Linked DNA regions of Podarcis muralis: region 2 is linked to region 1. The links are chromatin contacts, called in public Hi-C maps. All regions are on one chromosome and are shown on one strand. Each heading gives the region's core, a stretch centred on a gene start, on an enhancer-like site or on the middle of the called end of the contact. The rest is flanking DNA. Distances are from core to core; before and after follow the strand shown.

Region 1 (3,922 bases), core at 784-3,283:
ATCCAAAAATCAGTGTCCATATACACTTGGTATATATAAACACTCAGCACACAATCTAGATAAAGTGAGAGCATGCAATTTCAATGAGATGGGCAATCCTATGCAACTGTTACTTGGAAGTACCATAAACTCATTCTGTTCAATAGATTTTCTCCTGGGTGAATGTAAATAGGATTGCAGTAAGAAAGATGCTCAGCTTTGGCTGGAATAAAAGGCTCACATTTTCAGTATGTACATTAAAGGTACCTCCTAAAAATCAAACCTATGGAAAAAGCAGAGACACCCTACTGATGAGGCTATCTTTACACAAAACAGTGAAAGCTAAAGCTGGGGGAGTTGATCTTTTTAGTCCAGTGAAGACCACTAGAAAACATTCCTCTGTGCTCTTTCTTACGGGCATCTAGGGAGCTTTCTTCATTGAATTTATTCACTGCAGCACATCTTGTCAAGAGGATGCAGTTCCAAATCCTGTCGTATCATGTTTCAATGTGCAGACATCAGAGTGGGAGATACCTTCTCTCTTTCTAAACTATCAGGCATGAGTTCTTCCTTTTTCCCCCAAGCTCAAATGGGCTATCAGATCTGCAGATTGTGAACCAATGGGCACACATACCTCAAGTACCGCCTCTCCTCATCTTAACTGACCCAGATCCTGCAGTCCTCATCCGAGGCCCTTCTTCGTGTGCCTCCTCCATGAAAGATCCAGAGGGTGGCAACATGAGAATGGGCCTTTTCTGTGGTGGCTCCCCATTTGTGGAATGGTCTCCCCAGGGAGGCTCGCCGGGCGCCTTACTTACATACCTTTAGGCAAAAACATTTCTCTTCTCCCAGGCCTTTGGCTAATAAAACAATTTACGCCCCCGCCACAATCTATCGTATTTGCCCGAATATAAGCTGCACCTTTAAAACTGGAAGGGGGGAGAAAAAAGGGGGAAATAGCTGAATATAAGCCACTCCCTTCCTCGCTGTTCCTGGCTGCATACTGGGGGGGGGGGGGGGAGAGAGAGAGATCCGTGCTGCTGCGTTTCCCCTTCCTCACTGTCTCCCTTCCCGGCCTTGGGTGAGAGAACAGGGGACTACGCACGGGGAGGGCACTGCTTTGCCCCGCTCCTGGCACTGTTTGCCCCGCGCTCCTTGCTGCATATTGTAAGGTCGTGAATGTAAGCCGCACTTAAACTTTTTACGGTTGGAATTGGGGGGGGGGGGCAATGAGGCTTATATTCAGGCCAATACAGTATGTGTGGTGGGGGTATTGCTTTTGGTTGTTACTGTGGCACAGGGCCGGATTTAGGTTTGCTGAGGCCCTAAGCTACTGAAGGTGATGGGGCCCTTTATATGTCCAGCTGTCCTTTGCCAACAACAAATTGTCGCTGTTTTTGTGTGTTGAATATATGCTATATGGTAATTTATGGACCTAATAGGTATCTAAAGCCATTTGCACATAACAAATATGTATTTTATCAAAGTACATCCAGGGTTTTTTTCCTTTTACTTTTTTGGGAGCCCCCAAGAGAGTGGGGCCCTAAGCTTGTTTAGCTTATACAGTACATAAATCCGGCGCTGCTGTAGCACACGTATCTGTGTTTCTATACTGTACATAGAAATCCAATGTATGAATCAACATTTCATTGGCACACCGCTACCATAATGAAACTAACGGGCTCTTCCGCCATGTCAAGGAAACGGGGGTTTGCAGCAGCCCCCCTCGGGTGTGATTTGCACACGGAAGGAGGGCCTTTGAAAAGCCCGGGGCTCGTTCGTAAACAATGCATTTTGTCAGCAGCCCGGAAAGCAAAGGCTCCTTTCTTCCTTCGCTTGTCCTGTGGGCTTGGGGTGGGGGAGAAACAGGAGCGGCTCCGCGCGCGCGCTGTGCTTTCCGGGCGTCGCTGCGGCTCTCGCGCTCAGGACTCACCGGCAGCCGGAATTCCAGGTTCTCTTGCGCCAGCAGCAGCAGGTAGCACGGAAGACCCGCGCTGGGCAGCGCCATCGCACCGCCGCCTCCGCCTCCCGAAGCCCGCATGCGCGCGGAGGAAGAAGAGCAGCATCACGGCGGGAAGGCGGCGCTTGAGGGCGAGGGGAGGAGCAGGGAAGCCGGGGAAGGAATGGCGGGCGGGAGGAGGGAGCCCGGGACAGGGGGCTGCAGCGCCCCAGGAAGTGTCTCCTTCCTTTCTTCTCCTTAAGGAGATCCCGTCAATTATATATACGTGCTAGAAAAGCGACTGCAGCCTGCGCCACGGGATTAAGGTGAGGATGTTTGCAATAAAAATTCCTTTCTATAACACTCCTTTTTTCCACCGCTGAGTGGAAGAGAATGTGTAGCATCCCGCTACTCGACATGCATCCTTGTCATCAGCTGCACGCAGCGCTTTGAAATGCGATTCCAAGCAACGTGCATTTAGTTCGCATGTAGGAATCGGCGCCATAGAAATCAGTGCGACTTCTTATGAGAAATATGCTGCTGAGATACGTAGATGGTTTCGAGGCACAAATAGGCAAGCGGCTGCAAAGCCTGAAAACTTAATACAGCGGCTGTCAGTGGCGCACACGCAATACGTGTGGATCAAGGCGAAAGCTAAGAAGCCAGCTTCCAAAATGAGCGCCTGCTGTTTTACACAGGCTTATCATAAACTAGTTACCTGGTGAACATGCATTTAGCTACATGCTAATTTTCTAGAAATCTGAGGACTTGCACTTATCAGAAAATGTTTGCTGCTGTTCATGTACAATGAATTTGCACTACAGGAGTGCTGGAACCTTTTTACTAGGGTTATCCAAACACAAATAGTTAAGCTGATGTTGGTCTGTTTCCATTTTCTACCTATTAAAGTAGGGGTATTGAAGACTGAACTCACAAGCCTTTATGGAAATTGTTTTTATATACCTTTACCTTTTTATCTTATATCAAGTGGAATATTTTCTGTAGTTAAAAACCTACAGAAACCTCAAATAGAATCTTGCATGTTCTTTCCACCTTAAAAAATGCACAGCTGTAGAAGGAACCATACCCCTTTGTGGCAATTAATAAGGTGACTGTACTCTGGTTAACTGACTTCTATCAATGAAGGTGCTACAAAGAGGTCAACAAGGCCATGCATCGTAATTATTGGCATGCTACAGAGGTGACAATTCAATTTTCACTCACAGAAAAGAGAAACTCTACAAGATAAGCATATATTTAAATATAACGTTAGCTTTTCCAAGGGCACATTGATCCAGACCAAGCAATCAATACCTTTGGTGTTACCTTGAGCAAATGCACATAATTGTTTCACTTGAATATATCTAGCATGTAGGAAAGTTGGTGCAATCCTGTGCACATTGGTAACACCATTGACTATAAAGGGACCTGCTTCCAAATGACATGTGTTGAGTCTGTAACCTATGTGTATATAAACTTGGGAGTAAGTGAGGAGAAAAGCAGAAGTGGGATGGTTAGACCAAACTGGGTTATGCCCACCTGAAATGTGAGATGGTTATAGGTCTGTCTGAAAAGTGGAATGGCACCCACCACATCCTACTCCACTGGACCCATGCTCTATTTAACTTGGTGAGATTTCAATATAAACATGCACAGAATTATGTCTAAGTAACCAAACTTGTCTAAAGGATAGTACAGGGTTGGCCTACTGTTTTATCTTTCAGGTCATGCAACTATACAGTGAAAACAGGTGCAACAGGCTGGGTATGATCTGAATTGCTATTACGAATAGAAGGCAAGTAGAGCACTATTAAGGGATGTGGGTGGCGCTGTGGGTTAAACCACTGAGCCTAGGACTTGCCAATCAGAAGGTTGGCAGTTCGAACCCCCGCAATGGGGTGAGCTCCCATTGCTCGGTCCCTTGCTCCTGCCCACCTAGCAGTTTGAAAGCACATCAAAGTGCAAGTAGATAAATAGGTACCGCTCCGGTGGGAAGGTAAACGG
Region 2 (3,922 bases), core at 661-3,160, 220 kb after region 1:
TGTTCGTCAGGCTAAAATGCAAAAAAAAACAAAAAAAAGAAAGAAAGAAAGAAAGAAAGAAAGAAAGAAAGAAAGAAAGAAAGAAAGAAAGAAAGTACTAAGAGTGGTGTTGTGCGCTCAGGTAATTCCTAATTCACGTAATGCTACATACATTATTGTATGTGTATTTTAATGCACAGTAAGATTATGTTCTACCATGTTGCTGTTATTTGTTTGTAAGCCGCTTTGGGATCTTTTGAATGAAAAGTCGCATAGAAATAAAATCCATCTATCCAAACCCTTTGCATATTTTATATAGTCTTCTAAGCGTGCATTGGCTTACAACACGGGTGGGTGTGTTTTTTTAAAGGGGCTTGAATTGAGCTTGTTTCCTAATTAAATGTTCTTATACTTGGCGTGCTATTAACATTACTTTGCAAGAAGTTGGTGGGAAAAACTCGCTGAAGACAAAGGGACTTAAATATGCCACAGAACCAGCTTTTCTCGCGTAATACACTGTGGCTTCGTTGCAGTGCGCATGTAGTCGTCCATTTGCTAAGCAGAAACAGCTCCGGTCTGTATTTGGATGGGTGCCTACATGGGAGTGCAATGTGTCGCATAAATATTCTCCCTTTTGCGGCAACTTTTTCTTCCTCTTTTGTCTATTTTATACAATTGGCGTTTTAAACACAGCGCTGGCAATCCAATATTTATATCAGGCTAAAATGCAAAAATTAAAATACTTTTTCCTCTTTTTACCGAGAGTGTGACGTGGTGCCTTCGGGCAGTTCCTTTTTTAACACAGTAGGAGGCGCTGTGCCAATGTAAGAAATAATGACTAACGGTAAAAGTCCTTTTTTGTATGTCGTTACAGTATAGTGAAGCCTCCCTTCCCAGCTGAGGGCTCCCCGCCCCCTCCTGCTTGCAGGCAAGTATGAATGGGATTGGAGCTGTTCCGATGGGAAGGGAGGCATGCACCGCCCACTCTCGGCCCTTCTTCTCGCCTGACCCACCGCGCACCTCTTCCCCCCACCACCAAAGAACCAACAACTCAGGGGCTGCCCAGGCTCATGGAGATAAGACGCTTTGGAGGAAAGGAAACCGTGGCGGTTGAGGTCGAGGCTGCAGCCACCCCACTGCCATCGCTGCAGAATTAACGTCCGGAATGTGTAGCAATTAATTAAGTAATTAAAGCGTTCCCGGATTCATTGAAAAAAATCTGGTAACCTTAGTCAAAACAAAAAAAATTCCTTCCAGTAGCACCTTACAGACCAACTAAGTTAGTTCTTGGTATGAGCTTTCGTGTGCATGCACACTTCTTCAGATACATGAGTGTAGTGTATCTGAAGAAGTGTGCATGCACACGAAAGCTCATACCAAGAACTAACTTAGTTGGTCTTTAAGGTGCTACTGGAAGGATTTTTTTTTGTTTTGACTATGGCAGACCAACACGGCTACCTATCTGTAACTGGTAACCTTAGGTTATACGCGCCAAGAACCTTGGCCGAAACAACACGACTTTTCCCCCTCCAGAGCAGCTTCACCTGGAACTTCAGCAAACACTTCAATGGGTGTTTTGGCTGTGCACTCGCAAGGGTTTAGCCACGTGCTACGAAATATCTACAGAAACCAGGAGGAGGAGGAAGGAAAGTGGGGGCGGCTGCGTCGGACTCCGCTTTGCTTCCCACCCTCGAGAGGAAGGAGGGGAAGCGAAGCTCCTGCTTTTGAAAACAACGTCCTATATCCTTAGAGAGGAGAAGCCAAAGAGACCTCCGAAGGCTCGGGCTGGCAGAACCGGTGCAGAGGACGCCTCAGGCGCATCCCCACGACCAAGGCTTTCACGCGTGCGTGTCCATAGGCTAGCCGGCGTTCGGGGCCGTAATGCGTCGCCGACTTGCGCCGCTGGCCAATGAGCAGCCGCGTGGCGCAGGAACCGAGGAGCCGAGCCTGTGGTGTCGTCACTTCCTCCCCACCCGCTCTTGGGCAGGCAGGCGGGAGGCCGCAGCTCCTGCCGCTTCCAGGCTCCTGCGCTGGTAGCCAGCACCATGGGCAGCTTGCTGCAGTTTCTGAAGTTGGTGGGGCAGCTGAAGGTGAGCAGAGACCCTGACTGGCTGGTCGGGAGCAAATGTGGGGGAGGGGGGCGTCAATGCACCAGTTTTGCCCATCTTCGCAGTATGCGTCCCCAAAGGTGCTGCAGCACAAAACCCCCATGCATCTCCTCACCCTCCCTTTTTAGCATCGATTAAGACTGCAGTCCAAACCCCACTTACCTGGGAGTGAGCCCCATTGAATGCGGCGGGACCTACCTCTGAATAATAATAATAATAATAATTTATTTAAGACTGCAGTCCAAACCCCACTTACCTGGGAGTGAGCCCCATTGAATGCGGCGGGACCTACCTCTGAATAATAATAATAATAATAATTTATTTATTTATACCCCGCCCATCAGGCTGGGTTTCCCCAGCCACTCTGGGCTGCTTCCAACAAAATATTTAAAATACAGTAGAATATCAAACATTAAAAACTTCCCTAAACAGGGCTGCCTTCTGTTGTCTTCTAAAAGCCAGGTAGTATTTTATTTCCTTGACATCTGGTGGGAGGGTGTTCCGCAGGGAGGGCGCCACTACCGAGAAGGCCCTCTGCCTGGTTCCCTTAACTTCACTTCTCGCAGTGAGGGAACCAGGCAGAAGGCCCTCGGCGCTGGACCTCAGTGTCCAGGCTGAATGATGGGGGTGGAGACATACCTTCAGGTATACTGGGCCGAGGCAGGGTTAGGACTGCAGTTTGCAGATTTTTCCTGCGGCAAATCCTGTTGAGCTCAGTGGGATGTACAGTTAGACCTGCGTAGGATAAGGCTGCAATCCTAAACACGTGCTTCTGCTTAGATTAGACTTGCTTAGTACAAAGGTGCATACGATGCTTGCGCCTGGTCACCTTCTTATCCGGCTGAAGGACTTCTGTGTTCTGACTCTGCTTTAGGAACCTGGAGACCGGATAACGTAGAAATAATAAGGAATCTGTTGCAAAAGGGGATGGTGGTAAATCCAAGGGACACTGGAGGAAAAGTTGGCCGGCAATGAAAGTGAGGTAGTTTACAAGTAATAGAAGGCCGAAGAGCGGAGAGGGCTTATTAAGGAAGCAAGGGGAAATGGCAGTTTGTGGATTGCCTAATAAATTGCCTCTGTTGCCTTGCAGAACCTAAAGACTGCAGTTAGTAGTTCAGCTTTGCAGTAAGCTTAGTAAGATAGGATACAGGCAGGATTCTCAAAGTTCAACATTTCACACCCAGTATACAAAACTATCCACCTGGGGAACTAGGAAGTAAATATTTTATTTCTGGGGCACAGGTGCTTATAGGAATAATGTCTTGGAATTACTTGGGGTTTTTTTTTTTTTTTGTCTTTTAACAATATTTATAATCAGTAAGCATGACTAACAAACAGTCTGTTAAATATGGCAGCTTGCGTTTCTACATGGCTGGGTATAAAAAAAGAAGATGCATGCAAGCTCCCCCCCCTTTGACAGTATTGCTTAAACTCTTTTTGACTAGAGAGTCCCACGGACTGGCTGGGTATACAGAAATGTAGCAAATCCAGAGAGCGTTTCAGACCATATGTACAGGATGGCAATCATGGCTATGGTAACTGAAGATAAAGCACTTAATAAAGACAGGTATGTATACTGATTGCAGTGGGTATCTTTAATGGATGTGGGGGACTGCACATTGTGGGTTCACTTTAGTGAAAAGTAGCTGCACTGAAGTTCCATTCTTGATGGGATCAAGTTCGTTGCAACTGTCTTATTTTACTTTCATTAGATCCAGGTTTGTTTATTTATTTGCAACACGGAACCGTCAGTATTGTACACTGCCAAACCACACAATTAATAGAAAAATAGAAGTGCTGTTTTAATTCTGCTTGATTGCATCAACTCCTGTAAC

What was found. A called contact is a pair of places that touch in the nucleus more often than the background predicts.
Region 2: a Hi-C map of tail shows a contact between it and region 1, with 2.1 times the contacts expected there. The contact joins the promoter of HDDC2 here to the promoter of TRMT11 in region 1. A contact is called at or near these places in 2 of 3 Hi-C or Micro-C datasets (blood and tail).

Annotation. Positions count from the first base shown.
Region 1 is chr3:65,321,005-65,324,926 of rPodMur119.hap1.1, forward strand. It overlaps TRMT11 (tRNA methyltransferase 11), which reads right to left and starts at 2,034. Exons shown (of 12, transcript XM_028723343.2): 1 at 1,913-2,034. The coding sequence starts at 2,020. LOC144327267 (a long non-coding RNA gene) reads left to right here and starts at 2,111. Exons shown (of 3, transcript XR_013392251.1): 1 at 2,111-2,244; 2 at 3,643-3,713.
Region 2 is chr3:65,544,847-65,548,768 of rPodMur119.hap1.1, forward strand. It overlaps HDDC2 (HD domain containing 2), which reads left to right and starts at 1,911. Exons shown (of 6, transcript XM_028723330.2): 1 at 1,911-2,069; 2 at 3,533-3,654. The coding sequence starts at 2,025.